7 separate regions of the Mus musculus genome follow, and all the other regions are linked to region 4. The links are chromatin contacts, called in public HiChIP or PLAC-seq and promoter capture Hi-C maps. All regions are on one chromosome and are shown on one strand. The core of a region is the stretch at or near the end of the contact, and the rest is flanking DNA. Distances in the headings are between cores, read along the strand shown.

Evidence for each region. Promoter capture Hi-C pulls out the DNA fragments that hold promoters and counts their contacts. HiChIP or PLAC-seq counts read pairs in DNA pulled down with a chosen protein or histone mark.
Region 1: a contact with region 4 is called in a promoter capture Hi-C map of the 3T3-L1 cell line, with 6 times the contacts expected there. The contact joins the enhancer-like site here to the promoter of Rdh14 in region 4. A contact is called at or near these places in 6 of 39 promoter capture datasets (the 3T3-L1 cell line, cranial neural crest, frontonasal cranial neural crest and 2 more).
Region 2: a promoter capture Hi-C map of the 3T3-L1 cell line shows a contact between it and region 4, with 10 times the contacts expected there. The contact joins the enhancer-like site here to the promoter of Rdh14 in region 4. A contact is called at or near these places in 7 of 39 promoter capture datasets (the 3T3-L1 cell line, cranial neural crest, embryonic stem cells and 2 more) and 2 of 115 datasets of contacts at active chromatin or transcription factors (astrocytes and cardiomyocytes).
Region 3: a contact with region 4 is called in a promoter capture Hi-C map of 3T3-L1-derived adipocytes, with 7 times the contacts expected there. The contact joins the enhancer-like site here to the promoter of Rdh14 in region 4. A contact is called at or near these places in 5 of 39 promoter capture datasets (the 3T3-L1 cell line, 3T3-L1-derived adipocytes, cranial neural crest and 2 more), 1 of 484 Hi-C or Micro-C datasets (cortical neurons) and 1 of 115 datasets of contacts at active chromatin or transcription factors (stem cell-derived neural progenitor cells).
Region 5: a contact with region 4 is called in a promoter capture Hi-C map of liver, with 8 times the contacts expected there. The contact joins the promoter of Osr1 here to the promoter of Rdh14 in region 4. A contact is called at or near these places in 26 of 39 promoter capture datasets (the 3T3-L1 cell line, 3T3-L1-derived adipocytes, the C10 cell line and 14 more), 1 of 15 datasets of contacts at CTCF or cohesin (the NIH/3T3 cell line), 17 of 484 Hi-C or Micro-C datasets (the C2C12 cell line, LSK cells, Sertoli cells and 9 more), 27 of 115 datasets of contacts at active chromatin or transcription factors (the NIH/3T3 cell line, acute myeloid leukemia, astrocytes and 19 more) and 3 of 9 other capture datasets (adipose tissue, embryonic stem cells and pancreatic islet).
Region 6: a contact with region 4 is called in a FOXA1 HiChIP or PLAC-seq map of pancreatic cancer cells. The contact joins the enhancer-like site here to the promoter of Rdh14 in region 4. A contact is called at or near these places in 2 of 39 promoter capture datasets (cranial neural crest and hippocampal neurons), 1 of 15 datasets of contacts at CTCF or cohesin (the NIH/3T3 cell line) and 2 of 115 datasets of contacts at active chromatin or transcription factors (embryonic forebrain and pancreatic cancer cells).
Region 7: a promoter capture Hi-C map of the 3T3-L1 cell line shows a contact between it and region 4, with 9 times the contacts expected there. The contact joins the enhancer-like site here to the promoter of Rdh14 in region 4. A contact is called at or near these places in 6 of 39 promoter capture datasets (the 3T3-L1 cell line, cranial neural crest, embryonic stem cells and 2 more) and 2 of 115 datasets of contacts at active chromatin or transcription factors (astrocytes and pro-B cells).

Annotation. Positions count from the first base shown.
Region 1 is chr12:9,742,481-9,746,516 of GRCm38.p6, forward strand. No RefSeq gene overlaps it. Among named protein-coding and RNA genes, the nearest start is that of Gm23979, 100 kb to the left of the region's middle. Within about 2 kb of position 2,596, at least 5 of the 459 cell types and tissues checked have an H3K27ac peak or open chromatin away from gene starts, as enhancers often do.
Region 2 is chr12:9,458,539-9,462,561 of GRCm38.p6, forward strand. No RefSeq gene overlaps it. Among named protein-coding and RNA genes, the nearest start is that of Gm46323, 89 kb to the left of the region's middle. Within about 2 kb of position 1,828, at least 5 of the 459 cell types and tissues checked have an H3K27ac peak or open chromatin away from gene starts, as enhancers often do.
Region 3 is chr12:9,511,667-9,515,549 of GRCm38.p6, forward strand. No RefSeq gene overlaps it. Among named protein-coding and RNA genes, the nearest start is that of 1700022H16Rik, 57 kb to the right of the region's middle. Within about 2 kb of position 2,400, at least 4 of the 459 cell types and tissues checked have an H3K27ac peak or open chromatin away from gene starts, as enhancers often do. A contact at or near this core is called in 3T3-L1-derived adipocytes, where this site is marked.
Region 4 is chr12:10,388,010-10,392,047 of GRCm38.p6, forward strand. It overlaps Rdh14 (retinol dehydrogenase 14 (all-trans and 9-cis)), which reads left to right and starts at 2,771. Exons shown (of 2, transcript NM_023697.2): 1 at 2,771-3,217. The coding sequence starts at 2,831. It overlaps Nt5c1b (5'-nucleotidase, cytosolic IB), which reads left to right. Exons shown (of 9, transcript NM_027588.3): 9 at 1,795-2,165. The coding sequence ends at 2,124.
Region 5 is chr12:9,572,795-9,576,796 of GRCm38.p6, forward strand. It overlaps Osr1 (odd-skipped related transcription factor 1), which reads left to right and starts at 1,648. Exons shown (of 3, transcript NM_011859.3): 1 at 1,648-1,948.
Region 6 is chr12:9,853,985-9,857,693 of GRCm38.p6, forward strand. No RefSeq gene overlaps it. Among named protein-coding and RNA genes, the nearest start is that of Gm22845, 9.6 kb to the right of the region's middle. Within about 2 kb of position 2,322, at least 38 of the 459 cell types and tissues checked have an H3K27ac peak or open chromatin away from gene starts, as enhancers often do. A contact at or near this core is called in the NIH/3T3 cell line and pancreatic cancer cells, where this site is marked.
Region 7 is chr12:9,437,054-9,441,064 of GRCm38.p6, forward strand. No RefSeq gene overlaps it. Among named protein-coding and RNA genes, the nearest start is that of Gm46323, 68 kb to the left of the region's middle. Within about 2 kb of position 1,883, at least 20 of the 459 cell types and tissues checked have an H3K27ac peak or open chromatin away from gene starts, as enhancers often do.

The DNA of each region.
Region 1 (4,036 bases), core at 1,346-3,845, 650 kb before region 4:
AGTTAAGTCCAGAGCATTGTCAAGGATGCTAAATGTTGTGTTATACACATCTATTTCTTTCAGGAGAGACAGATAATCTCTCAGAAAGAGAATATTTTGAATATTCTGAGAATACAGGTGAGATATGAGGTATATGAGTGCATGTGCATGTGGGTATGCACTCATGTGCTTGCATGTATGCAGCTAGTGTAAGTTTATCACCAAAGAGAGAGAAGCAAAAAGAGTGTCTTCATTGCACCATAGGCTAGTTATTTGGGGATCACTTATAATATGTAAAAAAAAATGTATGCTTTTTTGTGGGTACAGACAGTCAGTCTTTGACAAAAAGACTGGAATTATATATAATTCTTTAGACTGAGTGGCAAGAAACCAGAGTCTCAATCTCAGCATCACTAACTTTCTGTTGGCTTCATCAAAAAGGTGTCTGGTGAGGGAGGTATTTATATGTAGAGCCATTGGTAAAGATGCTGCCCATAAAACCTGTAGAGAGTTTTATCAACCATGAGGCTAGAATTACTTTAGAGTCATAGTTCTCAGCCTTCCTAATGCTGCAACTCTTTAATACAGTTCCTCATGTTATGGTGACTCCCAACCATGAAATAGTTTTCATCGCTACTTCATGACTAATTTTGATAATGTTATGCAGTAAATATCTGATATGCAGGATATATGATATGTGACAGCCCAAAAGTTGAGAACTACAACCTTAAGGATAATTGAATGCCACAAATGCCTTTCAAGATTCACTGGGCCAGAAAAGACAAATGTGTCCCTGCCACAGATTACTATTCTGTATAAAATATTTCCATAGTACCATTTTTTTTCTAGCAGCCCCCAAAGACAAGAGTGTCCCACAATTAAATATCCTTATTTATAAGTTACTTGACAGCCTGAAGTTAATATCTTTCTCTTTTAAAATTTTATCACAACCAACAGCTTGCTGAGAGATTGCTCTGCTGCTGAGATTGCAACATTAGATAGAGATACCAATGTTGGAATCCTGTGCTAAGATCTTTCTGTATACATTTCATTGCTTCTGAAACCACAGTGCAACACCTACACCCAACACCCAGAAGCAGCTAGCCTGTGTTTTTACCAGTCTCAGATCTCTCCTGAGGGCTGTTTTCCCAGGTAAAATCTTAATGATTATCCTACTGCTCTGGATTATTTGGACTGTGAAAGCAAGACAAAACAGGAAGAATGTTGAATACTAAGTTAAGGTAAAGTGTTTCCCAATTAGTCGAGGGTCAGTAGAATGTTTTAATAAGTAAATTGAGTTGGATCACAATGAACATTATTTGTATATACAACCCACAAAATAACCACTATTTTAAATCAGAAATAGATTCTATTTTATCATCTAGTTTATATTTTCTGTTGTTATTTAATCAAAAACCCTTTTATCCCAATATGTGAATTAGGTAAATGTTGACTCACACCTCTCCATAATCTATGCCTTTTTTTGTTTCCTGTCCCCAGAAAAACACTAGGATACAGGCTATTTTTTTCTGTCCTACCCTGTCTAGGGGAGATGGTTGGGCAAAATGCAGAAAACTCCAAAAGTCTATTTTCAGCTGAAATTATAAAATGCAATTAGACTTTCTGTCTCTTCTCTCTAATGTGAAAATAAGTACAAGAAGACTTATAAAGAGTTGGATATTGACAGCTTCTGAAAGCTTGGCACCACTGAGTTGTATATAAGATGGGCCTGGATTCTTCCAAAAATAATATGAAGTATAGGAGTGAAAGAAAATGGCCCACTTAGTTTAACTGTAAGAATTTCCTCCACCTTCAATAGGACTGGAGAACATCTGGAATTCAGACAGCCGAGTCATTAAGGGACTGGAACACAAAGGAACCAAGGAGGGTTAGAAACTTGACTCACATGGCTACTTTGCTTTCTTGCTACCTGGATGAGAGGCTTGGCAAGGCTTCCTTCCTTTGCCCCCATCTTTTCCAAGCACTAAGAAAATTCCCAAGGAAGGGGTATTGTGGAAGAAGGTACGGGATAGCTCCAGACTCAGAACTGTCTGTGGTTGTTTGATTGATGTGTTGATCCACCTTTGCAAATCTCAAGCATTCTCTATGAGTCAGACAGACCCAAAGCCAGAGCCAGAGCCAGAGCAAAATACTGAAAATACCTTATAGTTTCTGTCTGGTGGGAGCTCCCAGTCTAATTTGAAAGGCTGCTTCTTGTCAAGGGTTTTGAAATTCTGGGTGTAACAACATTTGGGCTCCTTATTTCTTATGTACTAGATGAATCTTTTCCAGTGGCTTCAGAACACCCATGTCTTAAGAGATGATGGAGATGTATTGCCAAGAACATTTAGGTACTAGCACTTACTTATTCAGTGTGAACCGTGGATAAGGAGAGCAAGCTGCTCAGGACACAAAATATAAGGAGATATCCATACCCGGCTGCACAAGCTTAGGGTCTCTCTGTACTTAGACTTTACTTGCTGTTCAATGGTTTCCCATCTGCCTACTCAAAGTACGGTTGAAAAATTAATATGTGAAAGTGTATTTTATTAACTGTGTTGTTGGTGTGATGCAATTTCAGACAGCATCAACAGAAGAACTGTTTGTTTTGGCTCAGAGTTCCAGGACATACAATCTACCCTAAAGGAGAGGGTATGAAAGAAAGAACAAGAAGCAGCTGCTCACACTGTATCCACTGTCAGAGACTAAAGGACTAATAGGAACTGGGGTTGAACTTTAAAATATCCAGGACCTGTCGCCCTCGATGGAGGCTCTACCCACTCAAGTTTTGGCACCCTTCCAAAACAGTGTCACTAAGTGGAGATCAAGTGTGCAAACACATAAACCAATGGCTACATCACATATTCAAACCACGTGTCATGAACTATAGTTATATAAGGAAATATTATTTTTGTTAATACCCAAAATTATGGTTTATGTTTATTTTATTAGTTTTTGTTGCCCAGTCTCTGTAGTCAGTGTAACACATTGCATTAAAAATCAGAGATAGGAACAGAAGGAGCAAGTTCCACACTTTACAAGAAGCTATAGTGAAATTCAGTACCTCAGTAAGTACGGTGTGATTTGTTTCCATTAATTTAATTATTTATTCACTTTACATTCTGATCACAGCTCCTCTCTTCCCAGCACCCCTTTCCCCACCATTCCTCCTCTTCTCTTCTGATTCTAACCCTGGTATCTGATAACCCCCCCCCCCCATACCAACCCAGCCTGGTACCTCAAGTTACTTCAGTGCTAGGTGCATCCTCTCCCTCTAAGGCCAGTGTGAGATTTTGAAGCTACAGAGTAAGACTTGCATTTCATTCCCAACTCTGTCACCTATAAATGCTTACTTTCAAAAGTCTTACTTTCCACATTTGTGAAGAGGGAATAATAAGAGTTGGGTGGCCATGCCAGTTATGTGTGATGATCTTGTAGAAGGCAAAGAGCATTTCCTGTGCTGAGCTCCTCTTGTTACGGGGAGATATAGCAAAGCCACTCAGGATATACAATAGAATATCTCTACAGAAACTTTGGTTCTTTCCATAGATGAAAGCATATCACATGGCCCTAAATTCCAAGGATATTTTCTGCACAGGTTTGATTTCTGGAAAGAATTCTGCTCACTCTTGCTCTCTACTTTCCGTATTTTCTGAAACTATAGAAGTAAAAACATTACTGGAATCCAGTTTTTATCTTCACAACAATTTAGTGATTTATATGTTTTCTTTAAATATTACAAATATAAATATTATAAAATATGTTCAATTTGGAATTTAGAATTTAAATTCAAAAGTGCCAGGGAAGGATTAAAGGATGGTTGTGATGAGTAGGTAGCCACTGACAAAAAAAAAATACAAAAATTAAAAATTTTAAGCAATTTACCCAAGGTTGCAAACAATAAAGAGAAGTTAGAGGTCCCAATTTAGCCCTACTGTATCAGTATATCTTAGTTGGCCTCTGAAACACATTACCACCCTGCCAATTAGAGAAGAACATTTGTTAAAACCAATTATAATACTTTAAATATAATTTTAGCGCCTCAACTATGTTTCAG
Region 2 (4,023 bases), core at 578-3,077, 930 kb before region 4:
CATCTTCAGTTTAAATTGAAGACAGTAGGTCATCAGAGACAGTAAGTTGATGTTTGTGTTGGAATTGATACATTGTAGATTGGCTGGGCCCCTCTAAAACCTTCTGGAGCAATTTGGTAGAGAGTTCTGAGTTACCATGCTAGAACTCTCCTCCCATACCCCTGGACACAGCAGGTTTTAGATATAATATTTTATTCAATTCTGTAAAGTTTAGTCAATGAATTCTGTACACATGGCTTCAGATGTCACTAGGAATGCAAGTAAAAATGAGGAATAACTTTTATGCTCGAGTGACTGAACTACTTTGCATAAAGTGCCGCAGAATGGGTAGTTGAAACAACTGAAATGAGTTTTGTTATAATTACAGTCCTAAGTTAAGATGGTGGTGTGAGTAGTTGATTTCTTCTGGTTTCTCTTCTTGGCTTACAGATCCTCTCCTTCCTGTACCTTTGCATGGTCTAACCCCAGGCTATGCACACCTCACTGGTGTTTCTCTACCCTAGCATTTTTTATTTGTTTGTTTGTTTGTTTGTTTGTTTTGCCTCAAACAAGGCCTCACTCAGCTTGTTGCTCAGTTTGGCCTGGAGATCAATATGTGCTGAGGTTGTTCTAAAACTTGCCCAATCTTTCTACCTTCTAGGACTATAGGCTTGTGGAACGTTGTCTGGCTCTATCCTCTTCCTATAAATACATCACCCAGGTGGATCAGGGTTGCCTTGTTTACTGAATTTTAACTTAAGTTACCATTTTTGTGACAGGGCAAGACAGTGTGAAGTTTTCTCCATTATATATTCTTGTTTAACTCGACTTTTATTTCCGTGATGGGGAATCCCAAGGAAGATTACTCAACTCGATTCGAGGAACGTGAGGTCAAGATGCTCCAACTAAATCATCTTAGTTTCTGTTAAACTGTTTGCTGGTGTAAAACCTCCTACCACAGCTGTAGAGCCAGATACTAGGATGTGGTTTTTGTTAGTAGAAGACTCTTTCTGTAAATGCTCTGGGTAACACTTAGGTTCCGAATACCTGAGTGTAGTCCCAGCAAACTAGAATAAAGACTTTCAGTTGTCTACACACTGTTCCTGATTCATAATCTCCACCTTGTACTTTGTAACATTTGTAAGGTCCCATTTCCCAAAACCAGGCACATTCTATGGTATCAGGGATTTAACATACAAATTTTAGGAGAACATAATTTTAACCTATGATAGAATTTTCTAATAATAGAGAAGGCACTTTATATGTAGTGAGTACCAAACACAAAAGCAAAGTACTATACAGCTTGATACCAGGGCATTTCCATCTGTTGGAGATGAAGTACTCTTTAGGTCAATATTGAAGGACAGATCCTACAGAGTGAATAACTAAGTTGAACAATGTGAAACTGATTTTTAGATCAGATTAACAATTTCTTGTTGTGTCATATATTTCTTATATTCACCCTCTAGGGATAAGGTTGGTAATCGTTTTCTATAAAACAGAGCCAGATGATAGTGAATATTTAAATGTGTGGGCTACATGGCCAAATCAGCTATGCACTCCAATGCTATAAATGAAAACATCTATGAACAATATGCATAAAAATATGCTGGATACCAACGAGACTTCAAGCATTGCATAGTATTAAGTAGTTGCAGTAACTAGTTGCTTACCCTTCTGTAGGGGCAATTTAGAATCCCTCTGTGATGGTGAGAAGTCTCTCCTGATGCTTTCACACTGCTGTCTTGTACATGGTTCTCCTCTTCTGCAATGTTCTTATTCCCTCTCTGTTTCAAAGCAAAGCCTTCCAACATGCAGAGAACAGAAAATACCTTGGCTCCAACTCAATGTTGTCATGTGGTAACAGACCGCAAACCTAAGCCACTTCCGCCTTGTTGTTGAACTCTTGGCACACGTGTGTTTTGTTTCTGTTTTATTGGCTCTTTGGTGGAACTGCAAAAAGACTTTTGGCCTCTTTTCATCCAGCAAAGGAAAACAAACAGCCACTTCTCTTTTCATGACCTAGAGCACTTCTTGGTATCCATCTTGTGAATGAGGCACTTGCTTGTTGTCTGAATTTCCTAGGTGTCTCAGAATTCCCACCAAACACAAACAAACAATGCATGATGAGCTGAAGACATAATGAAGGCCATAATGGTTCCTGTCTGTTTGCAAAGAGGAAAGGAACAACACAATCAAATGGGGGACACCTTGGGGCCTCAGCCTTCACTCTCCCTTTGTCAGGATTTAGGGACAGACTGATTCTACATTTCTGGTACTAGAGATGTAACCAAGCAATGCAAGAACCTTCTTTTCATGATTTTGTTCAAAGGAGAGATGGTAACTAGAAAACACATGAGTCATATAATTTAAGATGAAATTATCAATTATAAAGAAACTAACTTGGGAGAATGGAGTGCATGTTCCGGGTGGTATTGGTGAGCAAGCTTGAGTAGGACTAGAACAGAGGCTAAAGCAGTACAAAGAAATGAGCGGAGAGAGGCTGGATGTAATCTCAGGGCCAGCAAGACCATTGCTCAGGTGACATGAATAGCAAGTCCCTGGAGATCCCATCTGCTTTCTTTCAGATGTGCCAGTGGTTCACCAACTTTCTTAAAGTATGGCAAGAGCTCCAGCAGTCTTTATGACAATTGGTGTGGCTCTGATCCCAGGCACTCAAGTGAATACTTTTTAAACTGCTATCAGTACACTGTACTTATGTCATTAATAGGAGTTCTGGGGTGGAGGGGTGGGGCGTTGGAAATGTCCTGTACCCTCTTTTAAACACTTGAAACATCACAAACCAAGAATGAAGTGTGCTTAACTATTTAATCCAATATTTTAGATATTGGATTAAATAACTCTAAGATGTAATTTGACTTAATAATACTGGCTCTATAAATTCTTTTCTGGAGGATAACTTGTGAGACCTTAGTATAATTTCTTCTTGAGTAGGGTTTACTGGTCTCTTGCAGCAGAATCACTTGGCTTCTTTTATATAGTTGAGTCCCCTTGACCTTCTGAACATATCAAATCAAATGGGATCTTAAAATAAGCATTTCAAAATAACCAATCACTCTAACTCTTCTACAGCCTGATAGTAATGGGACCCCATGCTCCACAATTTGTACTTCTTCTAGGGGAATTTGAGTAAGGAGAACTCCTTTGGCGCCAAACCCACAACCTACATTTAATTTTAAAATTATTATTTTAATAATAATGATAGGTTACTATTATTACTATTATTATTAAATTGACTGTGTGTATAAATGTGTGTGTGAATTTTGCCATGGCGCACATGTGGAGGTCAGAGGGCAATTTTTAGGAGTGGTCACTTTGCTTCTCCAATGGGGTCTGGAGCTCAAATTCTATCACATTTGTGTGGTAAATGCTTTTTATCTGATGAGCCATCTCACTGGTGCATTTTGCATTTTTTAAGGAGAAATTGCTTTTACTAGTAGTAAAACTTAGAGAAGTAGATGAGTGTAACTCAGGTCCCGACTCCTTTGTCTTTGGATTTACCTCGCTGTGATTTTTGCTAAATAGGGCTGGCTAGCTCTACCTTGTGAAAATGACTGATTGTTCAGCTCCTCAAGAAATGGGCTGGAGAAGTATATCTAACGTCAGAATAGCACAGGAGAAAGTAAATCTGAGTTCAAATCGGGCAGGTGTTATAGTCATCTCCCAGTTGGGTCTGAACTGAGGACCATTAGGTCTTGGCCTTGATCCAAATTTACATTTGGTGATAATTGACCCGGAAACAATACTTTTTTTTTTAAAGCAACATAGTGCGTCATGAAAATGGTAAACAAAACAAAGCAAAATGTGGCTGTTCATTTTACCATTAAAACAAAACAAAACAAAACAAAAAACAACTTGAACTCAAGGGAAGACCAGCCAAGGTAAAGAGGCAGTTACTGAAATCCCTCTATTTGGAAGTAATTCCAAAGGATTTGATGATAGCCAGATATATCCTTCATATTTCTTTTAAGATTCGTCTTAAGACAAGCAGAAAGATAGGACAGCAGCATTTATAACATCTGG
Region 3 (3,883 bases), core at 1,150-3,649, 880 kb before region 4:
GTAAGAGCCCAGGGTTGGGGAGGGCTGATTTTCATCAGTGTCTTCTATACATGACATAGTAGATGCTCTTAGGAATATACTATAGCTAGAGCTAACTACCTAAGACCTGTACAGCATTGGGCCTGCCAACATTTTATCATAGAAGGGGAAAGGCCCATCAGGCCCCATCTCTCCTTGAGGCAATGTTGACACTTAATGGCAGATAGAATGTCACTTCCTTCACTGATGTAACTAATAATAAGTTGTCTTCCAGTCAATAACCACCATCCAAGCTCATCAGACAATCTTATTCAAACTTAGTGAGTCTCAAACATACATTAAGACATGAACATGGGAAGAGGATTAGTTAGAGTGAAGAAAGATTTCATAGAAGGAGATGGGGTAAGACGGGTAACAGGGTATGAGAAGGACTTTAATTCATTATAGGCACGAATATGAAATTGTCAAAGGATTTAAAAGCTCAGAAGATTAGAAAAGATTTTTAAAATGGTAACTACGGACTTCAGTTTAAAGATGGTGACCATAAGCCCTATGGCAAATACCTGGCATGTTGGGGCCTGTATGACTATGTGGGACACATATACAGAAAACCAGCCTTGGACATTTCTTTGGGTAGCTTGCTAGCTCCCTTTCCTCTTGCCCAGGACTATCTCAAAAGGATAAATCCAAAGAGGTTCAGGAAGTGACAGCTATGCAAAGGACCATCACACACTGTTCTGTAGAAGTGTGGGTGGCATAGTTCTGTTCAGGTGAAGGACAGAAAGCCCCATGCTGGGACGCAGCTCGCTGAGGCCACTTTCTTGCCTCATCTGTGCCTTTCTATTGGCATCTCATCTCCTCACAGGGCCTCACAAGTCCCTAGAGCTGTCCACTTGATTACCTATTATCCCCAAAACCCTGTGACCTCCTGTGTCCCTGATGGTGTTAGCACACCGCTCTATCTCTAAGCTCTTGTTTGTTAAAAAATAAAGAAAAATCAAAAGGAGGTTCAAAACCACAAATAAGTAAAAAGTTTGAAGAATTAAAAAATCTGAATTAATGAGAGAAGATGTAGCAGTATGGTTTATCAGGGTCCCTGTTGTTTAAAATAACCAAGCTCTTTAAATTAACTCAAAAATCTCAACTGCATAAAATTTTCTAATAAAATACAGAAATTGATAAAGCTGATTCTAAAATGTATTTATAGATATGAAGAAATGAAGACAGTATCAGATTCTCAATGGGTGTTTTATTTTAGAGTGGTTTTAGATTTCCAGAAAAGAAACTGAAAAGTTAGTACACAGAACTGCCTGTGTATCCCATACACGGCAATACTTCTTATCAATATCCTAATCAGCGTCACAATAAATCGGTGCATACTGACACATTATGAATGATGGCTGATCTATGACATTATTTAGATTTCACTAAGGCAACTTAAAAACTGGAGGTTTTTGTGCTACCAGGTTTCAAGGCATATTATTACGGATTTATTGTTATTCAGAGACAGCAGCAGTGACAAATGCATACATGCGTGTACCAGTGGGCAGGGCTGGAATCCAGAAACAGCTCCTATGACTAGGCACCTGGTTTATGGCCACCACTGTTACCCTACTCACGATTCCGAATGTGTTAGGTTTAGCTTTTGAAGCATCCTATTATTCAAGAATTCTGTATGCTTTATTTTATAGCATTTTGGGGGTGTGTTAAAAATTATTCTCTCTGCTAGCTTTTAATGTAAGGTTTTCTTTATAATTGACACACATTGAGTTTATGCTTTGTAGATACTTGGATTGAGTTCAGTCAGTCTGGATAGAGTTCATGTTATTTCTTTATTCCCCTGTGTTACACACCACGGTGGATTGTACCCGTTCTGTGTTCTGGTATGACTCTTTCTTCAGTATATCCAATCTATTTTTTCTCTTCCTTCTATCTCAGCCCCGATTTTCTAATGGTTTTTAATGTCTACGTTTAATCTTTTATAACTTCTAATTCTTCCACGATGTTGGTTCTTCCTTGGCTATTTGAGAATTTTAAACATCCAGTGTTTATTTTAAAGTCTTTCCCAAATACCCCAATCATCTCTATATTGTCAGGAGTAAACAGTCCCATCTGTTGCTTCATTTGACATGCCTTCTTGGCACAGTTGCTCCATTTCTTTCTCCTGTTCCATCTACTATCGGAATGTTTCTTTAAAAAAAAAAAAATTCCACTTATATTCATGCTCCTCTGGTTTGGAAGTTTTATTTTACTTTTTAAAAGACGGTTAAACTTACCCGAGATGATTCGTTTTAAGATGTCAAACACTGTCATCTTCACATTCGTGACAGATTCCTATCGCTTCATAACTACAGGGGAACACTTAAGCCTCCAGCCATGTTGGAAGCTTAACTGTTAGTGAACTCTCACTCACACCATAAACAATGAGAAATCTTGGTAAAATATGTGAAATAACTGTTTTTGGACCTTGAGCAATTGGCTGTACAGTACTAGATTCCCCAAGGGAAAGGAGAGAAATGAAGCAAAACTAATGAGCACATTGGCTTTCCCCAGGGGAGGTTTTCTATTCCATTGTGCAGGGAGGTGGGCTTCAGCAAAGCACGGTGATTTTGTTGAATTGGGAGAGTGGTGAGCTGAAGGCTGACACTCACGGAGTCTGGTGAGCAGAACACTGTGGAGGAAGAAAGCACAAATGGGAGAAGTGGCAGATTTCTATTGCATTAGTCCAGTTGGGTTGCTGCAACCTGGAGCCAGTTTCATGACTGGAAGTTCATTTCTTGTAATTATAGACCCGGGGAGTCCAAGGGATGGTTGGCTGTCTGATTTATAGATTGTGCTATCCTGGAGGAAGAAATGAAAATCCTCTCTGAGGCTTCTTTTTACACATCATATTTTCACTTTGGTGTAATTAACTCATAAATGAACTCATCACCCAACTGCATTCACGTAGCTGCTTTAACACTTGTCCAGTCTCAGACCATATGAATCTCTGTGAACCTCTGCACAGTTAGAATGGCCATTCTGAAGCCATGGGGCTTTGCTTAGGGCTTGGCTTCATCAGTGTCAATCGCATTTTTACTCACTTATACACAAAAGATAACGACAACTTCGAAACTAGAAAACACTTAGCTTTATGTCCCTCTTCAGTCCTTGGGTGCCTTCTCCCCGCATTCTGTCCTTCCTTAGTACCTAATGTTACCTGTTTAGTCTCCTTTTAAAGATTGTACTTTACCTAGTCTTACAGTCTTTCATTCATACAGTATACATTATAGGCAAGAATCTGCAGATAAGAGACAATGTGGGGTTTTTTTTTTTTTCCTTTCTGAGTTTGGGTGAATTTTTTCTTGAAAATGTCAACATCTCTTTCATTTTATAGTTGAAAATATTTCACTTTTATGTGTACCATATTTTTGTTACATATTAATCTGTCATTGAACATCTAGGTTGGTTCCATTTTCCTGCTGTCATATAGCAGCAGTTAACATGGATGTACAACTAACTCAATGGTAGGATATGGAGTTCTTTGGGCATATGCCATAGTGCAGAATAGCTGGTTCATTCAGAACTGATTTTCATAATAATTTCCAATCTTAATTTGAGCTCCCATCAGCAGTGAATAAAGAGGCCCTTTTAATACTTTCTCTCCAGCATTTGTTGTCTGATTTCTTGATAATAGTTCTTCTAAGACATCCTTCAAGTTACTAATGCAGCCATGAAGACTACAATGTTTTGACCTAGCTATCTTCCAAAGACCTCAACTCTCAATACCAATATTTGGGAGCTAAGGTTTCTACATAGGGGCTTGGGGAGTGGGGCCAAATGTACTTAGAAAATGGCATCTGCTATTAAAATGTCCCTGGACACTGAAAGATAGGAGAAAAGTCATAGTTGGTACTGCAAACCT
Region 4 (4,038 bases), core at 1,521-4,020:
AAGCTCCCTACTCTTAGATAATCTGTGTCAACTTGTGTCATGATGACAAACATCCAGCAGTAACTAGGGCTTTCCTTGAGCTCTGTGATAGCTTGCATATGCTTGGCCCAGAGAAGGGCATTATTAGTAGGTGTGGCCTTGTTGGAGTGGGTGTGTCACTGTGGGTGTGGGCTATAAGACCCTCATCCTAGCTGCCTGGAAGTTAGTATTCTCCTAGCAGCCTTCAGATGAAGATGTAGAACTTTAAGCTCCTCCTGCACCATGACTGCCTGGATGCTGCCATGTTCCCACCCTGATGATAATGGACTGAACCGCGGAACCTGTAAGGCATCTCCAATTAAATATCCTTATAAGAGTTACCTCAGCCGGGCAGTGATGGCACTCACCTTAATCCCAGCACTTGGGAGGCAGAGGCAGGTAGATTTCTGAGTTCGAGCCCAGCCTGGTCTACAGAGTGAGTTCCAGGACAGCCAGGGAAACCCTGTCTTGAAAAACCAAAAATAAATAAATAAAAAGAGTTACCTTATTCATGGTGTCTGTTCATAGCAATAAAACCCTTATTAAGACAAGCTCACTGCCACCTGACTCAGTTTCTCATATGGTGGGATTACAAATGAGTTCTAACATACCTGGCAGTTTTGATCAGTTTTGCATATTTTGAATTCCACATATTTAGGGAAATGGTATATATTCTATATCACATTTATCAACTCCTGTTCCTCATACAATGCCTGTCTGATATTCATATATTCCTGACTTTTAGAATAATGCTGTATGAGTTGTATATTTTTCTGAACTTTTCCCTTCAGCCAGCTATGTCTATTTATCCTGATTGTATATTTAACCATGTGTGTGCCCCTGAACACACACACTAAAATAAACATGGTTTTAAAATGGGCCAGTGAGGTGGCTTAGAGGATAAGAGTGCTTGCTTGTCACCAAGCCTGATGACCTGAGTTCCATCTTATTCAGAGAAAATATGAATCATGGAATCTATTTTTAGGCAAAACCTCACTCAGGTAGAGGGGACAGTGAGCAGTATGATGATAATATACTAAATTGTCAAACAGGATTTCCACAAGCATTTCCTTGAGAAGACAGTACTATGCAACAAATGTTGGCCAGCATGCAAATGGCGGCATGCGCATAAAAGACATAAATGAGTATAAAATAGTTAAGCATGGATGTAAACATAAAACAATGGAAAAGACTAAAATAACATAAAAAGAAACAAATATTATGTCTTAATGTAGAAACTATAAAGCTACATAGCGTTAAGACAAGACAGGGTTGGACTCAGGCCAAACAAACAACTAGTTAAACAAAGTGACAGTAATTTCAAAGGTAAAACGTTCCGCTGACAAACAATGTGGTACAATGGTGGTTTTGGTGGTCAACTGAAACACATCTCCCAGTTACCGGGGATAATTTATGCCTATTGCCCTGGAGTACTACTTATAGAACGTTCTTTCACACTTAAAATATGTTTGTCTGGATGAAAAATGATGTGGTTATCCTAGATTTATTCCAGGCATGCAAGGGATGGTTGTGTATCAGGAAATATCTTCACATAAATGTAGAGAGTTTGGCATCGTACTGTCAGCCCAGAATCACTGCATGCCAGTCAGCAACCTGTGGATTTTAAAGTCTTATAAGACCCTGGTTGGTTGGTTGGTTGGTTGGTTGGTTGGTTGGTTGGTTGGTTGGCTGGTTGGTTTGGTTTGGTTTGGTTTTCAGTAATCACTTCTCTTTTGCTCACCCTTGCACAGCTGAGACTTACGTTCTCTTTTCCAGGGTCCTCTTAAAAGCTTTCTGGAAGATTTAGGGAAACTGCAGAAAAAATTCTATGCCAAAGACGAACGATTGCTTTGCCCCATCAGGACCTACCTGGTTACAGCTCGTAGTGCAGCGAGTTCAGGTGCCCGTGTGCTGAAGACCCTTCGCCGATGGGGTCTAGAGATAGATGAAGCTCTTTTCCTGGCTGGAGCCCCTAAAGGTCCCATCTTAGTGAAGATTCGGCCCCACATCTTCTTCGACGACCAAATGTTCCACATTGAATCAGCACAGAAATTTGGTACCATCACGGCCCATGTGCCTTATGGCATTGCTCAAAAACGCAACTAGGGATGGGGAGGAAAAATAAACAGTCTGGTATTACAAACGGCATGTGTTTTGCATGGCTAGAGTGACTAGTTATTTCTGAGAATTTGACCACAAAACTTAGCTCCTTTGGTGTTTTTCTTTGCTTTTTGGAAAAAATTTTGAACTTTCAAGCTACAGTCAAGCATTCTACTTTTTTAAAGCTAAGGATGTTGGATATCATTGCATCTATCTATAAGTTGTAATGGGTGGCTCTTTAGACAAGTTTAGAACTTTGACACTTAAGTTGTTTCACAAGAAGCTTAATTAATTTTCAAAAAGCATTGCTCACTTTTAGTGTTAGTCAAATGAATGAATCTCTATATGCAGCATCACCTAGAAAAGGTATATTCAGGGTGGAATGAGTCTGATCAATAATACTGCTGATAACTGGGGCTGTGTCTTTTGTTATCCTTGTGTGGCAAGAATTTTACCAAGAAATGTCATTTTGTCTATAGGCATATAACCAATTCTAACACTGTCCACTTCTAAATAAATCCGCTGGGGCTTTCATGTGTACTTCCTGAACGCTAAGTCAAGTCAGCCTTAGGAGCAAAACTACAAGTCCCAGAAAGCCCCGCGCGCAGTAGCCCAGGACAGCAGGCGGCGCCCCAGAGTCCTTCGCGTGTAGGTGGCCCCATAGCACTCCGGAACCTGTGCGCTAGGCCCAGTGCACCGGGCCCGGAAGGTTATGGCAGTGGCTAGTGTGGCCGCAGCGCTCCTGGCCGCACTGGGCGGGGCGCTGTGGCTGGCGGCCCGGCGGTTCTCTGGGCCAAGAAACCAGCGGCAGCAGGGAGGCGGGGACCCGGGCCTCATGCACGGGAAGACAGTGCTGATCACCGGAGCAAACAGCGGCCTGGGCCGTGCCACCGCGGCGGAGCTGCTCCGCCTGGGGGCGCGGGTCATCATGGGATGTCGGGACCGCGCTCGAGCAGAGGAGGCGGCCGGTCAGCTCAGGCAGGAGCTCTGTCAGGCTGGGGGCGCCGGGCCCGACGGCACCGATGGCCAGCTGGTCGTTAAGGAGCTGGACCTTGCCTCGCTGCGCTCAGTGCGAGCTTTCTGCCAAGAACTGCTACAGGTGTGGGTCGAATGGAGCTCGCCACCCTCGGGGAGGGCCCTCTGAAACCTGGTGTGACCTTGAGGGTGGCCATGACCAAACCGGAAAGGCTCCTGCCTGCCTTGGACCCGGCTAGGAGGAGGGGCAGGTCTGAGAAGGAATTCCTGGGAGGTCCTAAGGAGAAGTGCATAAATAAGCCAGTGTCTGGACATTTGGTTTTGTTAGGCTAGGACAGTCACCAGCTGATCTTTGAGTTGTTTTCCCCCTGTCAGAAGTGAAATGTGTGCCAAATCTTACAGTGTCACAAGGCCTGTGAGCACCACAGGAGAAAAGCTAGCCAAAAACTTTCATTAGACCCTTCTTAAAACTTTTCTTTCTGTTTTTTTCCCCTCGTTACCTGGTTTTGTTTGTTTGTTTGTTTTTTCTTTTTTTGTTTTGTTTTGTCCTGCTGAAGTAGGAGGGGGTGTCACTTGCTGACACCCTGCATCATCCCTAAACTTGGAATCCCATTAAGTGTCTGAAAAGGGACAGGAATAAAAATAATTTAATGCTTAGCTTTATGGAAGGTTTTATACATGCCAGGGGATGTGCTAAGGACATTTTTAATATCTTTGGCTATTATCAGATCTTGTAAAGCAAGCAATAATATCTCTACTTCATGATAGGGAACTGAGGCATAGGAAGGCTAAGTGACGTGTCTGTCTTCAGAGTCCTTGCTTTAATCTCCTGTTGTGCATTCCTAGTACTTGAAGGCTGAGGTGTGTGATTTCCTTGGGTGTACAGTAAATATTCTACCGAAGTAGAAAGGCTGTGGCCAAAGTGACTTGCCACAGGTAGATCTA
Region 5 (4,002 bases), core at 398-2,897, 820 kb before region 4:
TTAGCATGGAAATTATCCAAGCTTTGCCTACTATGGGAACACATTGAGCCTAAGTGGAAGGAAGTCCTGGGATTCCTGACTGGATTTTGTTGCTGTGTCCCCAGCTATTGGAATGGGGTGACCTCAGCTCCCTCTGCTTCCAGGATCCTGCTAGTACTGACAGCTGCTAAGATTCCAGGCACATAGGCACACTTATGTGGGTCTCTTACTTGAACAGTAACCAGTGGGGTGCTGGAGGTGGGAGTGGGCTCCTGAGTAAACTATAGCCCTTTCTCTTGTTCCTTCCCTGCTCTAGCCAAAGTTAGCCAGAGTCTGGAAGCTATGTTCCATTCTAAAAGTTTGCGAATACCAAGTCTGTTTCAATTATGCAGGTGGGAGGAGGGATGTGGCCCATCCTCCATCATCACTCCCTATATTAGGAATCAAACTCCTGCTACCTCAAGAGATCACATGGGATCAGTCTTGCACAGTAAAGCTGAGGAGTAGGTGACTCTTCCAAAAGGACTGTTTCAATGTGTGAGAGTGGCACCTACTCCCCAGGAAGTGTGTGTGTGTGTGTGTGTGTGTGTGTGTGTGTGTGTGTGTGTGACAAGAGCCACTCTGCAGTAGTAACTTTGGGGCAAAGTCAGGAAGTCAGAAAACCTCACCATCTTCCATGAAAAAGCCAGGTAAGGCATTCCAGAAAGGTGGTAGGGAGGAATGACAGCTGACTGGGGTCAGCCTTAGGTCAGTTCCAGGGATCAATAGTAAAGAGGTATTTGGGGCTGTGTAAGAAGCAGACAGCAAGGATGTAGTTGTTCTAGGTCCCAACTCCCTCTACAAACTCCACCCAAACCAGCCCCGCAGGCCCAGGGGTCCCAGTGCCTTTAGCTGCTCTTTAAAACTCCCATCCACTCTAAAAAGAATATGTGATTGGAGCTTTAGAATGGAATTCCGGGGAGGTCTGCAGTTCAAGTAACTAGCTCTTCTTCTCCTCATACGCTCTGCCATGGACGTTTCTGTGGAACTCCACACCCCAGAGTCTGTGGTCAGCCATAGGCACTCGGATGTTATGGCTCGCGCAGTCAGTAATCTCTGTCCTTCCGCACCAGGAACCAGCCAGCTCTGCTAGAATCGCTGCCCAGGTCTCAAGCACTATTTGGTGTCAGGAGCGCTGCTCCACACCAGGAGTCTGTCACTTCTAGGAGGAAATCTTAAGAAGAGCGGCAGCGACTTTGTCAGATTACAAATTGAGTGTATGCCTAAGGTGCTGGTGTGGGGACACCCTAGGCTCCTATCCGCTTTCATAGGTGGTGCCACCATAGGTCCCAAAGCTCCAGAACAGAACTCCGAAATGCTCGGTTCTAGTCCTCTCTTATCCGTAAGATATGTTTCTTCTACTGCTTGATCTTATGTGTCTTAGAAACACACACACACACACACACACACACACACACACACAGAAAGTGTCGAGTGGGATTATCAGGGAGGGGACACCGGTCAGGAGAAGCAGAAGGCAGGCTAGCACAGCTGCCAAAGTCCGCTGCCCGGGTCAGCAAAACTTTGTTTCCCAATGCGCAGGCGCAGGCAGAGTTGGGGGGCAGGGGAGGGAGGGGAGAAATCGCACGGCAAGGGGAGGGGGGTTAGGGGGAGGTGGATTAAAATAAGTAGGCGGCTCGGTGCTAAGGGATGAGTGAGACGTAGCTCGGCCTCTCCCCAGCAAGTTCTCGCCGGCACTGGTTCAGATTCAGAAAGGGAGCCAGGAGCGAGGCTCAGCAGACCCCGGCGGGTAGAACTCCGGGGCTGTGAAGCGCTCCCGCGTGTCCGACTCTTGGAGTCACCGCAGCTACAGAAGCGTCAGAAGTCTAGTTCGCCAGGGGTGCCAGTCGGCTCCAGAGTCTCTGGTCACTCAAGTCCAGCGCAGCGACCCTCACAGACGCGCTCTGCCCTGGGACCGCGGCGGAACAAGGTAACTGCAGCCCTGGGGCGCCTGGGCTCAGCGAGGCGAAAGCCCGCAAGATTCACTTCTGGTTCCCTGTTGTAGCTGGTGCCTCCTCTTTTCAGTGTCCTCAAAGGCGGTTCTTTTGGCCAAAGGAAGGCTGCAAGATCTCCGTGAAAGTGAGAGCAGTTGCAACGTAGAGTTGATGGGGATGCTGGTTCAAAGACTTCTAACTCTGGGTCCTTGTTGGCCTCTGACCTCGGGAGGAAGGAAGGAGACAGAAGGGCCTGAGCCATTGAGTGCAGCCGTGTTTGGCTAGCTAGAATTCCAGTATTCTAGTAAGGTGCCCACAGATTTTATAAGGCACTCTGCAGGCTTCCCTTAAGAAACTAGAGCAACTTCAGAGAACACAAACTTTTTTTTTTTTCCTGCAGGGTGCCTTTTAATTCAGACTTATCCCCCCTTAGCTGAGGAAGAGGGGAGAAAGTGTTGATGGTCATAACCTAAGCTTTCAGCATCCTGGACAGGTGCATTGCCCCAACTCTGTTGGGCTTTAAAACGAATTCTTCTTTTGCAGAGTTGTACTTTAGACTCGAAGCCTTCAAACCCCAGGACCACAGGGCTGCTGCGAGTCTGACATCCACCTCACAATTGGACTCTGCTTGGGATGGTCTCTATTAGAGGGTTTCAGTGTGTCCCCAGGCCTGCAAATCATAACCTTCGATTGTCTCTGGTGTAGGGAGAACTATGCTGGGGGTGGGGGACACAAACGAACATTGTTTTCTAACTGGAGAACCGGACGACCCAGAAGCAGAACAATCAGGAGGCTGCAGATACCTCTAGCGTGGGGATTCTATTTTGCTCCTTTGGTAGTAGCCTAATCCAGGTTTAAGGGGAAAAGATGGGAAGTCAAAATGAGAGAGACAAGGGCGGCTGCTTGCTGAAGGAATCTTACCTTCCACCAGCAGTATCCTTGATTAAAAACCAAAAAACAAACAAACAAAAATCTCCCGCGTCCTCCCTCAACAGCCCCTGCTGCACAAGCCGGGTGGGCTCCGGAGCAGAGGTTAGCAGCATAGGTTTCTTTGTCGCAATAATTCGATGAATTTCATTCGGGATGGGACTTGCAAGTTGGCTCTTTGAAAGAGAACCACGTGTAAAGCTATTTTCCTAGTTTCACAGCCTCCCAGGGAAAGAGTGTGCTCTGTGCTCGCTGGGAGGGAAGGAGGAACCAAAGAGGACTGGTGGGTAGATGGTCTATCACAGGCTCTCTCGAAAGTAATTGTGGTTTCATTAAGATTGGGAAGCCGGCTCCTGGGGACACAGCGGGCATCCCAGTATAGCAGAATGGCAAAGGAAAGAGGGTTCCTTCGATCTCGTTTGTTGGAAAAAAGGGCAGCTAACGTGTGTGGTGTTGGTCAGACCTCTGGACCTGGATTGGGAAATCTGTCACCGTTCGAATGGGGATTCTATGTCAAGGATGATATTGGGGTGGGGTGGGGAAGCTGCTGAGCTCCTTCGGGCTCGTGGGGTTCGCTCTGTCCTCATTAATGCAAGCAGTTAACTCACTCGCGCTCAATTAGCCTCGAATAAACCACTTTAATAGGCTGCACACTTCATTAATGCCCTCCATAGGGAGGGCGGCAGAGGCAGGACTGGCATTCTACTGCAAGAGGGACACGAATGACTGTGCCGCGCATGGACCCCTGCTCTGAGGCAGGAATTGAGTTCACTGCAGCGAGTCAGGACATTTACTAGTGCTTACCAAGTCTCCAGGCCCGGAGTTTCACGTGGAGTAGATACTGGACCTTAGAAGAGGTAGTCTCTACCAGATTAAATGGTGAAAAGGCTCAGGATGGAGTGGGGGGCGGGAGGTGGCACTGCAGCTGGAGAGGCCCCATGTTCCTCTCTTCTCCTCAGGCCGCAGTGGCTTATCTGCATTGTGTTTTCCTATTAGCTGGTCCTCTGAAACCAGATTTTGCATGAGGTCCGTGTTTTTAGTAATGATGTAAAGATCCACCTTTCCAACGAAATTCGTCCGCGGGGAAGGTCGGTGGCATGACCCTTGGAATCCCACGCCTAAG
Region 6 (3,709 bases), core at 1,072-3,571, 530 kb before region 4:
ATAGCTGCTTATGTAGCACCATAGACAATAAGGTGTTTTCTCTGATGGTGCCAACAGGTTAGCTAATACCATCTTACGCCCAGAGAAGCCAAACTACCTAAAACAAAGGAAACTCTTCCTCTAGGATGCTGAGGAAATGCTATTGCCAGATATCATTTAGCACTGGAAGAGAGGCTCCAAAGTTCTATTAAGGGCTAATTGCAAACACCTGCTCATAGTTACAAAAACAAGCATAAAGGGATATCTTTCACCAATGCCTATTTTGACCAGCTGTTAGACTCTGGGTCATTTTAGACAAGATGTTCCTATTTTTTCCCCTGAATTATTTTCTGTTTCTCTGAGAAACAAGACTATACATGGATACCCAGGTGTGTCCATCCCTCTAAACACAATGGAGATCATTTCTCTGGCTTGCTGTCTAGTGCTTGTGGGAGAGTTTTAAGCTGTGGACTCCTTTACTTTAGCATCCTTGATGTGAGTCATACCCAGTGGTTAATGCTCATATGCTATCACTGCAAAAGGCTTTAGACGTTGATGGGAGAAGACTTTTGGGATGCAGCTAGTTCTTCATTATCGATATTTAGTTTCAAGGCAGCTTAGCTGAAAATGCATGATGATGATTAGCTAAAGTCAATGTCAAGGGTTGCAGGGGAAGGGAGCATATGTGCAGGCCCCAAAACATCATGGTGGGCTCATCAGAAAGCTTTTCCCTAAGAGCAATTATTTCTCCCAACTGCCTGCACCTTTTGAAAGATTCTTGGGATCATACTGAGAAACTCCTGTCTGGCAGGCAATTTATCACTGAACCACATCCCCAGCCTCTTTTCTGTCATTGGATGCTCTTGTGAAAAAGGTCAATGGTCTGATGGACTTGGAAACTGCTATATCTTACATCTTTCAGAAATTTATGATAATGTAATTTAAAAAGTCTGTCAAAATAGGAACCCAACTAAGTGACCTGACTCAGAATTTCTTAAGTTCACTTTCCTAAAGACCTTTTAGCTACATAGTACTTTTTTTCAAATCATATAATTAGAATTCTGTCCTTTGACTTTTTCCAAACCTGACTTTTTTTAAAAGTCCTTGTCCATGCTCTGTTGTGAGGTAAAATACTTTGTCCCACTTTCTAAGTTGTAAATACTTACCACTCTTGAGGTAACTGTTATTGATATCATCAGGAAGGTCCTCAGAGGCTGGGCTGGTAGGTAAGAGCCATCATGCCACTCACTATAGATGGCAGAGCTATAACCAGAATCTAGTTTTTTTCCCCCAAATTTTGTTTATTATCTCCTTTCTGTGCTTCTAATAGGTTCATAAAATGTCATTTTCCCCAGTATCAACCTAGAAGTCCAGAACATGGATATTAACAGAGTTTATTCCTACCTTAAGTTTGCCCCCTACACTTGCACTGCTGCCAACTGTAAGGAAGGGAAGAGAGAGTGGCCAGTTACTAAATGAAAGAAGTCTGGGAAACAAAAATCATGTTCACAGAAGTGAGGCCCCCTCACTCCTGCATTTGATAGTTACTAAAGAGGACAAGGTAAGATTGCTCAACTCCAGATCTTAGAATCCCCATGAATTTCACTACCTTACATAAGACTAGCTCCCAGAAGCAAAGTTTTAGGGAAGACAATTATTCTAAAGGATGCCAGGGCATAGTGGTTGGAGGATTTTCCTGTACTGTGGCCCGAGACTTGTTCAGTCAAGTAGAAACAAACTGTAATCCTGAGGTTTTTTTTTTTTTTTGTAGGACTCACAGCCAGTCTTTTATTATTTTAAGAACACTTGGTTGCTATCCTTAGATATGGAGGTGGGGATAGGGAAAGCCTAGGGCTCAGGGAAACAGACACATTCTTCTAGAAATAACAACTTTGTTCTGTACACAGGAGTGTGGTCCCCGGGGCAGTGCTACTACATTCCAGGGCTCTACCCAGGTTGATGAATAGACACAATTTCATCTCATTAGTTATTGACACAGAGTGGAGACTCCGTCCATTATGCACCTAGTATAACCTTTAAGGAGAAGATCCCACCAATGACCTGAGAAAGTGGCATTTGGTCTGAGTAATAGGTCAACACACCTGCACTGAGCCTTGTGAGCTGTGCTTAGACTTCCTCACCTTTCAGTGTGTGTCCCTGATGGGTGCCCCATAGCAAGAATGTGAACCTCCCCCTGGAACATCTGTGATTGCCCAACTGAGCTTAGCCATGTTCTAAGAAGTCAGTACTGAGTACTTTCAATAAAACAGAGCTATGTCCTCGAGCTGTAAATGCCTCCCAAAGACAATCAGACAGAACTGCATTGTTTCAGGGAGAAAGCCTCCTTACATAGTGGTCATATTGTGGTTACTGGGAGCTTGGTGACTAATCCACACAGAGGATGTACAGGAGAGAGGGGCTGGCATCTTTCCAGTGGATGGTGATGCTCTTAGATTAGGATTTGCATTGCTTTGCGTGCGCGCGCGCGCGTGCACACACACACACACACACACACACACACACACCCCAAACACAAGCTTTCATTGTGAAGTTTCTTGGCACCCTTGTGTTCCCAGTGTGAATTGGCTTGTGAGTAGAGATCTCCTCTTTTTGTCTGGGGGAAATTGTGTTATGGAAACTTGAATGATTCCTACAATACAAAAATGCACAGTGTGAATTGGTAGGATTGCCCAGTGGATAAAGGGGTTTGGTGCCAAGCCTGATGACTTGAGTTTGGTTATGTGGAACTTACATGAAAGAGGGAAAGAGCTGAGTCTTGCAAGTTGTCCTCAGACTTCCACATATGCACCAGGACATGCATGTACTTAATATAGAAACACACACACATACACTAACACTAACACACACAAACACATACACACACTAACACACACACACACAGTGGGCGTTACAAGAAAAGACTTTACACTGTACTATCTACATTTGCACTTCCAAAAATGTATACTGTGTACTTTACATATCAAAAACAGAATATTAGACAATAGGTTCTTGGGACATCATCATCTTTGGATATTGATCAACGAGTATGTACTTAGTATATAGTCTCAATTATTTTATGGGTAATATCTACAAATCTCTGTTTGGATCCTGAATAGCCTAGTTGATTCACATTAGTGCACTAGGATATTTTGCATCACTTTATTGCTAAGGTGAAAGAGAATTGTATTGGAAACAACGTTGCTTAAACAGAACTGAAAGAGTGATATAAAAGAGGCTGATGGATAAGTGCTGGTACTTAGCTGGTTCTGAATCTTAGACACCTTCTCTGTGTCTCTGTCCTCTAATCATGGAAGACTTCTCTGGAGAGTACTCCATGAGATATGTATGTAAGTTCTTCTTACTCATCTGTCTTGTCCTGTATGCTGACAGATTGGCATAAGATGGCACTCTGAGTTTGGACAATTATGAATTTTTTTCTAAATATTATCCCCAAAATTGGTGGTCTCTCAAGTTACTACAGAACACTGGGTGAGTTGATTAAAGGAAAGGTAAATGGGTGGGGATGGTCCAGGGCTAATTAGGGATTCAGTTAATGATTCAAATGTAATCATAGGCAGTGGGCATAGCTAATGAGTGTTGGGCTTTATACTTTTTATTGTCTATTTTTATAATTCTTAACAAGATGTCTGTGTATGTACATGAGAGTGCAGCTACATACTGAGGCCAGAGGTGTTGACTACCACCACCCTTACAGTCACTGAGCTAGAGG
Region 7 (4,011 bases), core at 633-3,132, 950 kb before region 4:
TGACTGAGCTAAGAGAAGGACCTTGGAGGGGATGACGGGGATCCAGGTAGGAGGCACCTGATAGCATCTGGGAGAGGGGTCAGGAAAGATCCAGGGTTCTGAAGAACTAGAATGATGCCAAGTGGAGAGAGGTTCAGTTCAGTGGAAGGGAAGGCCAGTGGATGGGGCATATGGAATGTAGCTGGTAGCATAGTGTAAATACAGGTAGAAATCATAGGACCATAAGTTTATAGTAGCCTCAGAGTGGAAGAGAAGAGGGCCGATGGGAAGGTGGCAACTCTGAAAACATCCCCTCCTTAAGGGCACACATTCTAGGAGATCTATAACATTCCCGAGACTCCCCATGCATCTTTCCCTTAGCCATATATGGAGTAGTGATCTAATGGTACCCATGTTCCTGCCTCCTGACCCCTTATACTAAAGCTGGAGGCATTCAATTCCCCCCGTGTTGTTTTAATAAAATTGCAAATCAGAAGTTGGTCTGTGGTGATATGAAAAGCACTCAGCAAACACGAAAGCAATCAAGTTAAGACAGTGGGTGACAGCTCAGAATTTCCTATGCATTAAAAGTTAATTTAAGGCTTCTATACAAACCTCCCCAAAGGTCCCCACAATAAATTCTCATCCTCTCGTCCACAGCCACTCCTACTTTGCTATCCAAAACTTTCCTGGACTTCAAAGTCTCCCTGAGCCCCAGAGGTGCTCTCTGGCCATTATCACAACAGCCAGTGTGGGAACAGGCAGATTTAGAGTCCCTGCTCTCCCATTTCACAACGAGACTGCCTGTCAACTTGGGTCACTGTCCCCTACATGAAGACACATTTTAAAAACACTCCAAGCCAATGACTTTGGACATTCTGGTCTCTTGTTAATATAGAGTAATAAATTTTTAAAGTCAGCAATGACAAATAACCCTTTGCAAGTTATTAATACTTTATGAAGCAGGCATCCAACTCTTGGTCTGGCTTTCCTTTGCTCCCCCTCCTGTTCTCTCTCTCTCTCTCTCTCTCTCTCTCTCTCTCTCTCTCTCTCTCTCTCCCTCTCTCTCTCTCTCTCCTGTCCTCTACTTATGCCGTCTTTTCTCAGACCCCACAGCTTTGCATTTTGTTCTGATGATTCAAATCTTGTTCCCAGTCAAGGTTTGCTCATTTACTTTGCTTTTGAACTTCCCAGTGAGAACTGGGAGTTGCAACCATTTTGATGCAACAGTTGTGGCTTTGCTTCAAGGATTTCTTTTATCATGGAGTCAGTTAAAACTTATTATTTAAAATTTTCTCTTTCTTTGGCCCAGTTTTCTTGTTTCTCTTTGAAACTTGTGTCTATAGATATTTCATACCACAACCTTTATTTAGTAGCTTCTGTCTCTTCTTTCTTTTCATTTCTCCTTCCTCTCTGGTGTCGATTTTTCTCCTTGGTAAACTTTTGAATTGTAGGGAGAAAACAAAACATTTCTGCCAATCTGTTGGAATCCCTACTCGACACCTATCACTAGAAATAGTCAGTGTGTCCAAGAAGGCTCTTCAGTGTAGCATGGCTTTTTAAAAACTCACACACACAATCCAAAACTCTTCACAGGAGCATCTACCAGTTTCCTGTGTAGAGAAGTAGTCAGTTGTATCACGTAACTAGTTTCCGCAGCTGACATGTTATTTACTCGTTGGCTGTCTTTTGTCTGAGTTCAGTGTAAGTGTAAGGTCTGTCTATGTAAGCTGCCTGTCTGCCAGTTTCCCCTTCTGAGACTTGCATCCTCCAGGGTCTAGCACTTGCTCTTTTAAGCAGGGCGTCACTAGCACTTTGCTCCAGTTTCTTATCTCTGTGTGTTTTACAGCCTTCCAGGAGAAAGGAGCCTGCTTGCTTTGACATCCCTGAAGGCAGGGCGGACAGGAGCTCCAAATGCCTAACAGATGTCTTGCTGAACCTCGGGATGATTCCATGACTGATTCGGAGCTCTAGGGAGGGTGACTTTTGCCAGGTTTCCTTTCACACTTGCAATGAGGAAATGGATGGAGCATCAGTGAAGAGGGCAGGACAATAACAATAAACAGATCCCGCTTAAAAGCGAGGCAGTAATAACAAAAACAATATCTGGTCTCCTTGACAGTCCTCTCCTTCCTGTGCCAGGTTGCAAATCACTTTCTGTTTCCTTCTCTCCTAGCTCACACACATGCAGAGAGATAAAGGAGCTGAAGATGTGACCAATGTGAATTATTGTCCTAGGAATTATTTGGATAAGAGACAGGTCTAAAGAAAGTCAGCGTCATCTCGGAGGAAGTTTTCAAGAGATGGGTGGGTGTGTTAGGCCTGGGATCTGCAAAGGAAGGACAATTTCATTTTTTATTCCATTCTAATCAAGAGCTCTTGCAGCTTTAAAATCACATCCTGATTGCAGTGGATGCCAAGGGCACATTTTCTGTGTTCAAAGCAGAGTCCATCACCTTTCCCTCCTCCTTCCCAACCTATAGACACTCATCTAATCCATTACCATGTACATTTCCTCTCTCTCTCTCTCTCTCTCTCTCTCTAAGCTTCCTTACTCTTGATATTTTTAGGCATCTTCCAAAGCTTGTTGTTAGGAAAATAAACAAAGTAGCTACCCCAACCATCCCATTTCTATTGAGAGTTGTATTAGGGATACAGAGAGCACTAGGAAATGGTGCTGTCTGCTACAAGAGGGAGGCAGTAGTACAAGCAGACACAGAGAAACGAGGTAAGTGGGGGTTCAAGGCTCTGTTGTTATGGATAAAATTAGAGAAACAAGGCTGGAGCTTATCTGCAAAGGTTTTTTAGAGGAAGAGTGCAATTGGAGCTGAACTTGCCAAAGATGGACATTAAAGTATGCAGTGTGAGAAAATGGGGCATTTAACAAAACAGTGAGGAATTCTTAGTCAAAGTATAGAGGCTCCAGGGGATGTATGCTTGAGGGAGTTAGTGGGAAGATATATATGTAGCATTTCTTGTTCTACAGGAGAGAGGGGCCTGATGATAGAGTTTTAACTAGGAGATAGTACAAGCAGGTCTCCACAATGTGTAAGGACTTGTGGAAAGGCAGGAGAACAAGGAGCCTGGTGGTCTCCAAAGGGAGACCCTGGCATAAGATCCTAGGAAGAACATGCTCAGCAAGAGTGTCAGATAGAATTGAGCAGGAGTGGGGAGCAAGTAGTTGTGATATAGTGACTGATGAAAAAAAAGCATATTAATGATGGGCCACTGACCTGCTAAACATGGAAACAAAGACCAAAAGACTGTCAGTGGTGGTCCAGGGCTTTACCAAATGAAATCCAATATGTTCTGTGTGATATGTGACACCACGAGGCTTTGGGTACATCAGGGCTGTAGAGGATAAAGCACATACTATACGAGGACTTTAATCTGTATTCCCAGCACCCAGGGAGACACTTAGCAGGTGCAGCTTTCTACCTCGAACCTCAGTGCTCAGGAGGAGGCAGGGGATGCCTAGCACAAGCTGGACTTTGTGAACATGGGGGGACCTGAGCTTGATGCTGGGTGTTTTCTTCCATCACCCACCACTTTATTTTTGGAGGTAAGGTCTCTTACTTGAATTTGTATGGGATATCATCAGAGATTTGTTTTTTGTCATTCACAGTCTTTCCTCCATTCTCACATACCGTATATGGAATATTTTACACAACTATTACGCAGTAAAGCTTTTTTTTTCAAGCCGAAGTTTTTCACTTCCTCTCAGTTTTTCTATTTTCTATTTTGAAGTAAAATGGAGAATTAGACTATTTAGGCAAACAATTTAAATGAAAGTATCTACTTTGGCTAGGATATAGGGCCACTGCTAAGTAAAATCTCATGACAATATTAACTTAAATAAGATTTACTAATTGAGTAAAGAAAAACACATATAAAAATTTATACCCCAAAATGTCATATCCATCAATAAATTGTGGTTGTGTTTGGCACATCTCAAAGAGACCAGCAGATTGTAAAGATATATTGATAAGATTCTATAAGCTTATATCCTGCTATTAATTTTTATTCCAATTT